2 separate regions of the Mus musculus genome follow, and region 2 is linked to region 1. A link is a contact called in public Hi-C data. All regions are on one chromosome and are shown on one strand. The core of a region is the stretch at or near the end of the contact, and the rest is flanking DNA. Distances in the headings are between cores, read along the strand shown.

What was found. Hi-C and Micro-C count contacts between places; a contact is called where the count stands out from the background.
Region 2: a contact with region 1 is called in a Hi-C map of forebrain, with 2.6 times the contacts expected there. The contact joins two enhancer-like sites. A contact is called at or near these places in 3 of 39 promoter capture datasets (hippocampal neurons and liver), 54 of 484 Hi-C or Micro-C datasets (the AML12 cell line, the BV-2 cell line, the C2C12 cell line and 29 more), 5 of 115 datasets of contacts at active chromatin or transcription factors (bone marrow-derived dendritic cells, embryonic basal ganglia, embryonic stem cells and 2 more) and 1 of 9 other capture datasets (embryonic stem cells).

Annotation. Positions count from the first base shown.
Region 1 is chr3:50,921,304-50,925,085 of GRCm38.p6, forward strand. No RefSeq gene overlaps it. Among named protein-coding and RNA genes, the nearest start is that of Gm37548, 34 kb to the left of the region's middle. Within about 2 kb of position 2,223, at least 22 of the 459 cell types and tissues checked have an H3K27ac peak or open chromatin away from gene starts, as enhancers often do. A contact at or near this core is called in cortical neurons and forebrain, where this site is marked.
Region 2 is chr3:51,120,848-51,124,876 of GRCm38.p6, forward strand. No RefSeq gene overlaps it. Among named protein-coding and RNA genes, the nearest start is that of Gm35891, 6.1 kb to the right of the region's middle. Within about 2 kb of position 1,339, at least 32 of the 459 cell types and tissues checked have an H3K27ac peak or open chromatin away from gene starts, as enhancers often do. A contact at or near this core is called in cortical neurons and forebrain, where this site is marked.

The DNA.
Region 1 (3,782 bases), core at 973-3,472:
CCTGCAGTTACAGCTTCCTTCCTGAGACCTGGTTTCCTAATGCTGCTCTGGAATGTAAGAATAAAATATTCAAGGCTTGGTCCTCAATTCTGGGTCACGGAATGTAGTGAATGTTGGATGGTGAGTTCCACGGGTGTTTCTGTTGGGCAAGCAGGCCTGAGACTCCCAACCCAGGAATTCTGAGTGCACATGGGAAGAGACAGCTCTGTGTTCATCCTACATTTCAGAGCATACAAGCCCATGAGCGACATGAGCTAACTCATTCTTGTACCAATTTTCTCTTTCTGCTATACACATGACCACAAGCCGAATAGCTAACAAAGAACTCCAATTTGTGATCTTGTTTCTATAGAGGTCCAAAGCCTGAAATCATTTCAGGGAGCTAAAACCAAGGTGGTGACTGAGCTGTGTTCCTTTTCAGGGGTCTAAAAAGTTCTTCTCCAAAATTCTCCTCCTTGTCTCTTCTCTTCTCTTCTCTTCTCTTCTCTTCTCTTCTCTTCTCTTCTCTCCTCTCCTCTCCTCTCCTCTCCTCTTCTCTTCTCTTCTCTTCTCTTCTCTTCTCTTCTCTTCTCTTCTCTTCTTTTCTTTTTTTTTCCTCCTTGTCTTTCTAGCTTCAGCTTCTAGAAGCCCCTTGTAGCCTGGAGTCCCAGCCGGCAATGGTATCGATGGCCCTCGGTTTCTGGACCCCAGCTCTCTTGCTTCGGTCTTCCGTTAATCAGATCCATTGTAATTACAGTTTGTTGGGCTTGCCAGGATAACCAGGGGAAAGCTCTCCCATCTTAAGATTTTTGACTGTAATCTCATCTGCAAAGTTCTTTTTGCCACATAGGAAAACACATCCGCCAGCTCTCTGGATTCCGCGTGGACACAACTGGGGAATGTGGTGCGCTCATCTGCTCACCTGACTCATCTTCTAGGAATGTTGGGGGATCCAATCAGAGGGCGTGTGTCTGCCAGAGCCTCAAAAACATCTTTGGCTTCATCCTCCTTGCTCTTTCTGCTTTTTTTCTACCCCCTATTTTATGACTGATGATCCTCTCCCGTTTCATCGCTCCTTGACACCCAGTTCCGGATGAGACTCAGTGTTTGCTTCTGATGGAGAAGAAGAGTCGCTCTGCCCTTGGCAAGCAAAGAAGAAAACTAATTTCAGCGCATGAGTTTACAAACTTTTTTGCAAAACAAGTTTGGAACGCTCTGCCACCAAATATTGTCAATCAGCATTCTTGGCACGCCTGCTTCATTAGATGCTATGCAAGTCATGCGGGTCTTCATCGTTGTTGAAACAGCGAATCTGCGCCTTCTGTGTGGTTCCAAATATTTGTAATAGAGCTGCTTCTAAATATATAAGCATGGCATCAGGCCTCACATGGCAATCCTCTCTCTATGGTGACAGGGAGTATCAAGCCCAGCAATATCACCCTGGGGAGTTTTGCTCATGATAATAGAGTATCAGAGAGGCCGAGGGAGCAACGAATGTACAACAGGGTGAGGCCCGATGGGCAGCTCTCTTTGCTGAAGGAGAAACAGCTGGGAATCCACTGTGGATGTTACAGAAAATGAGAACGTTTCTCAGAAATTAAGTTCAGGGAAGATGAAATCGAAAGCACAAGGAAAAAAATGCTCGCTGATTTTTTTTTAAAAAGCATGCTTAAGAAAAGCTAAAGTAACACGGCATTCTTCATCTACTGCTGGAGGACTGGCCAAGTTGTCTTTGTTTCCTTAGCACTGTTTCTGTCTTTTCTATTGGTTCGCAAGCACTCTTTGTGTATTTGGGCAATTAACTCTTAGATGTCTTTGCTTTACTGGTGTTAGACAGGGTTTTTTGTTTGTTGTTGTTGTTGTTGTTGTTGTTTTGTTTTTGTTTTTTTGAGCAGAAGTTTTAAATCTGAGTTCAATCAGACCTATCAATTTTTTATTCCTTTATGCTTTGCAAATTCATTCTTAAGATCCTGCCAAGATCATTAAAATTCCACCCACTAGTAATTAAAAACGCAAATAAAAGGGAGATTTAATTTTGCACCTATCAGATCTACTCGGTCACTTCTTCAACATTCGTCGGATGCCCTCCTCATGACAAGCCTGGGAAGAAAAGGCAGAAAAATATAGGGAAAGCTCTGCCTGGGTGACAGACATTCCTGTTGTGTTGAGTCAAGAGAGGCACAAGCGTGATGAGGAAAGTGCATGCTGTATGAATAATAAGCACCGTGGGATAAAGGGAAGCTGGGAAGGGGGACAGGGAGGGTGGTAGGGGAGCAGCTGGCCATTTAAAGGCATGGCCAAGGAATGGTACTGCAAGGAGCTATGCTGGTACCCAGGGAAAAGTGGTCCAGGCAGGGCTTTTGACGTGCTCCATGTGGCTGGAGACAGCTATAAGATTGGAAATAGGCAGGAAGGGCAGGCGGAGAGGTTTAGGACCTATCACCAAAGAACTGCTGGTCTATTGTAAGAATACAAGCTTTTACTCTAAGTAAGATAACACCCATGTGTAAAGGCTTCGTTCTCAAGGTAGTGGAACCTTTAAGAGCTAGGGCCTAATGTGAGGTTTTTCAGTAATGGGGCTTGTACCAGAAGATACAAGTAGTGGGATTCCCCTCTTTCTCCCTCTACCCTTCCCCCCCCCCCAGTTCTCTCTTCTCTCTCCTCTCCGTTTGCCCATCCATCCTCCATCCATCTTTCTCCTATCCTTCCTTCTATACCATTCTCTCTCTCTCTCTCTTCCTAGAAATGAGGACAGAAGCTTTAATCTCTCCACATGGTCTACCCCATGCTGTCTCTCTCCAATGCTAAAGTGACCTCTTATCTTTAAGGTTGCCTGTCTTGGATAGCTCTTGTGAGATTCAGGAGACTGGCTGACTGACTGGCACAGATAACTTGGGAGGATGTTTCAGCACAGAATGATGCTATTTTACAAATTACTATATTCTGTTTTTCCTGTTGAAATGGACTTCTAGAAATAGGCGAGCTGGTGAGGTGAGAGACTATAGTGACTTGAGCCATGAAGTAGTCAGGCATTGGGAGTGACAGATGAGGGAGCTAATACTGAAGTCTTGAGCCTAGGCACACAAAAGGTTGGAGTAGTCAGTGAATGAGAAGATCAACCTACAAGTGAAGCAGAATTGGGGTGAGGGAGTCGGTCGTGAGAGATGGATTGAAGGCTTTAGTGTCAGGGCATGTTGGTCTGTCCTAGAAATCCAAGCCAGTTTGTCAAGTAAGTCCCTCAGCTCTTTTCCATCTCTAGGTTGGAGGCATCCTTCTGGGAAAGGTCTTGCATAGGGGTGGGATTTCAGGTTTGCAGATGGCTTAGAGACTGACAAAGATTAGGAACATTGACAAAACCAATTATTAACAGGTGCACGTATTTATCTGCTTCCATCTAAGGATAACAACCCCTATGGAAAACAGTTAACTCTGGACATCAAATGTAGAGATGTGTGACCCTGAGCCAGCGATTCCATTTCTAGGAATTTGTTTTAATAACAGAATCCAATAGTTCCATAAAAGTAGCTGATTATTATAGTGAAAGCTACATACGAACTACATGGATTTACAGTGACATGTATAGAATTACTATGAAACGGCCAGAAAATCTGCAATTTAAAGATTTGTATTCACATGAGCTGTGGAAGCTATAATCTACCCAAGAGCTCAGTAAATACAGCCTAATATGTAGCCTGCATTTGTGTTGTCCTTAAGTTTAGGCTGTGCCCCAGGAGAGGACAATTGCAGTAATGATGAGCCCGCTCCCTGGGGTGGTCAGCTAGCATTTTATTACGAAGGCTGTA
Region 2 (4,029 bases), core at 89-2,588, 200 kb after region 1:
CACCGCAGACATGTCAAAGGAGCCGTAACTCAGCCGCAAATTAAGTGTAGGTATGTTAGCTGGTCTGTTACAGGCTTTTCTATTTTCCTCGTCTCACATTTTGCAATTGATAAACAAAGAGTTCGCCAATAAGGTGCCAAAAAGAACATCATAATCAGGAAGTTTCAGTGATTTTGTTGTATGCCACTACTAATAAAAGGATTGATAATGGAAATAAACTGGGAGGTAGAGGAATGAATGGCAATATATATATATATATATATATATATATACATATATATACATATATATATATATATACACACATATACATCATATACATCATATACATCATATACATATACATCATATACATATACATCATATACATCATATACATCATATACATATACATCATATACATATGCATATACATATACATATACATACACGCACACATAGATTTTTCTGATAATGTTCCATTTCTTTTTTCTTTTCTTTCTTTTCTTTTTTTTTTCTTTTTTTGGGGTATGTGTGTGTGTGTGTGTGTATGTGTGTGTATGTGTGTGTGTATGATACAGTCCAGGCTGTCCTCAATCTCAAAATGTAGCCAGAAAGGGCTTTGATTTCCTAGTCCTCTTGCCTCTGACTCCTGGATGCTTGTATTATAGGTTGGCTCGTTTTAGCACTTATTTTAATGTTCATGAGTCCTGCTTCTCAGGTAATACCAAGGGGAAGTTAAGAAGCAGAATCAAAATAAAAATAAATGTATCTCTGTCCCACCAACACATTATTGTCACACTGTCCAACAGGCAAATGTGTTTTAAATGAAAGATATTAGTCACTAGTTTTCCCTTAACATCTCTTCCAAGTGAAGGAGGTTTTTGGGAAGCTTGTCTTTCTAGCCTGTACATTCTGTCTCGGGCAATCAATGAGAAAACATTTTTTTGACAAGTCAAATGTCCATGATTAAGAGGAGAAACAGCCCTCTCTCTGCAGAATATATGACTTACTCCTTCTCGGTCCCTGAAGGTATCAGTCTGCGTTTCACTGCAGACGCAGCCCTGTGTCTTGGTCAGTGCACACATTAAAGGCTCCATCATCCTCTGCTACTTAAGAGAGAGATTTAACATTAGCTCGTGTTAGATGTAAAGGAACAACCTTCTCCATTGAAAGAGAAATTTTATTTCTCAGGGAGAAAAAATACTGCATGCAGTCACTCCGGTGCATTATGAACCTGCTACTGCGTGTGGAATTTATGGTCGAGGTCTCTTCTCTTTGGCAAGGATTCTTCACCTCTAAAGGCAGAATTAAAGATCTCAAAGCTGCCCCAAAAAAAGTTCCACGGACCTTTAGTGCCATCTAGTGCTCAAAGTCTGTCATGCCTCACCAATGGCTTCCTCTAGGAATTTGAAGAGATGGAGGCCCTGGCAGGGAAAACTCTGAGAGTTCTAAGTGGGCTTGGCAGTAAACAGCATTGGCCCACACCAGAACTGTTGTGCCTGAAAACAGTGTCCTGGATACATGACATTTCCACACTGGCTCCCATAAAGAGCTGCTACTGGATCTCATGGCTGCCCCCTGCTTAGTCATCTGCTGGAAGCAAGCTATCTAGAGTGGATGGTGTGTGTGTGTGTGTGTGTGTGTGTGTGTGTGTGTGTGTGTGTGTGTGTTGCATACACAAGAGGAGCCTGAAAATGTTCCATGCTGAGAGCCCTACACCATTCCAAGTGGCATCAGGAAGGGACACATGCAAAATCACCCCACATGACTTCTACATTTAGATCCTGGGGTCAATATCCTGCACTAGAGAGGCCTTCCTCCTCTGTACTCTGGTTATAAACAGAAGCCAGATGTAGGCTACATGAAAGTGAGGTTAATGGGTCTTTCTAAGGGCACCATGGACAGCAGCTTCTGTGGTTGGTGGCATGTGATCTAGATACTGCTACAGAGGTAGCATCTCTGTGTCATCGCTACTTGCCAAAAGCAGAGGAACAAAGCTGTCAGAGGCTTGAGGATTTAATCTATAACTTCCCTTCCTTTCCTACCAACCTCTGTTCTAGCTGCTGTCATTTTAAGAATCAGGTTTAAATGCTATGTCCCAAACCTGTGGCACTGTGGAATGGAGGTGTAAGTTATAAGGGGTTGGGCAGGAGGTTAGGTCACTGGGCACATGCCCTTGCAGATACTATTAGGACCCTGTGCTCTCTCCTTCTTGTTTCCAGGCTGGCGTGAGGCAGCCTGACCTCCTGTATCATGTGATCCCACCATGGCACGGTGTGAGGACACAAGCCCAAAACAAAAGTGACCATGGATGGAAAGCATGCCCACAAGTCAACCCTTTTCCTTAGACATCCTTTTGTCGTCTTCTTCTTCTTCTTCTTCTTCTTCTTCTTCTTCTTCTTCTTCTTCTTCTTCTTCTTCTTCTTCCTTTTTTTTTTTTTTTTTTTTTGAGACAGGGTTTCTCTGTATAGCCCTGGCTGTCCTGGAACTCACTTTGTAGACCAGGCTAGTCTCGAACTCAGAAATCTGCCTGCCTGCCTCTGCCTCCCAAGTGCTGGGATTAAAGGCATGCGCCAACACTGCCCTGCTCCTTTTGTCTTCTTATACAGTATCTAAAAGCTGGCTAACACTTTGTCCCTAAACTTTAAGGGGAAGGTCAGATGGGAACAGATGGGAAGATGGTACATCAGTCTTTTGTATCTGTGAGGAAGAGAGTTGGCGATGATGGGAAACCATTGTTGGCATTGCAAGGTTCAGAACACCCAGGATATAAAACTCAAGCCACGGGTATCTTGGAGACGCTCTCAGGATCAGGCCAGCAGCTGAGTGTGGTCACAAGTACCTCCCCTACTTCCTTCGGTGCAAAGACAGCGCATCCAGCAGTCATGGCTCTCTTTCATTCTGTGCCCTATTTTTAAATATCTCTTGGTTATTTTCTGATATGAGTAGAGGATATTAAAGTAAAAGGTAGGTAGAACAGATATTCACTACTATAATCCCCTATTTCATCTCCTAACAGAATGTGTGTGACTCCTCATCAGAAGGACTGTGGCTTCTTTACTCACCCTGTCCTGAAAAGCAGGGCTACTAAAGGACCTGCCTGGCTGGGTTGCTGTCAGGATCAAGAGTGCTGCCATATGTTAAATGCTCCTGAGTGCACTAAATGCTCTTAACAAACTTAGCTGTAGCTACTAAGACTAGGAGCACAAACAAGGCTGGGGGGAGACAGGGATGCCTTGCTCTCCAAAACGCCTGTGGTTGAGTGAGTACATTTGCTTTAAAAAAAAAAAAAAGGCATGTCTCCTTTGTCAGACTTTAAACTCCTTAAGGAAGATATACTGTTAAGGGAACCACCATGTAACTCGCACCAGGGCTGAGCCTATTGCCAATATTTAGCTCAATGGACATAATATCAAACTGCCTTCTAAACTCTTATCTCCATGTCCATAATTAGTGCAGTCCCCGGGCCTCATCACAGAAGTTTCTTTGTGAAGTGGACAACAGTTAACAACTGAAGAATTCACAACTCATCAAGGGCACAAATGACACATTCAGAGAGAGAGAGAGAGAGAGACAGAGACAGAGACAGAGACAGAGACAGAGACAGAGACAGAGACAGGCAGACAGAGACAGACACACAGCCACAGAGAGACAGAGACAGAGCTCAGGGACCAGCACAGAATATGAGACCAAAGATTCTGGGCAGGGTTCAGAAAGGAGCAAAGCAAAACAGTATGTTGCGAACATGACAAAATCTCTTCCGTTGGCCCATCACTGATCTATTGACAGACAATGGCTTCTGTGAGAGGGTGTGGCTCCTGGAAGATGAGTGACACTCCAGTGGAGAGACCATACCCATGAGCATATGGGCAGCACACTCTGCACTCAACGGGTTGGGTTTTTCTTTTGTTTCTTGTGAGGACAAGAAGTTAGAAATGGGTGAGGAGACAGAGATGGGTCTGGGAGGAGTTAGAAGCAATGTGGGATAAATATGATCACAATACACTGTGTGAAATTCTGAAAGAATTAATAAAAATACTATATTAA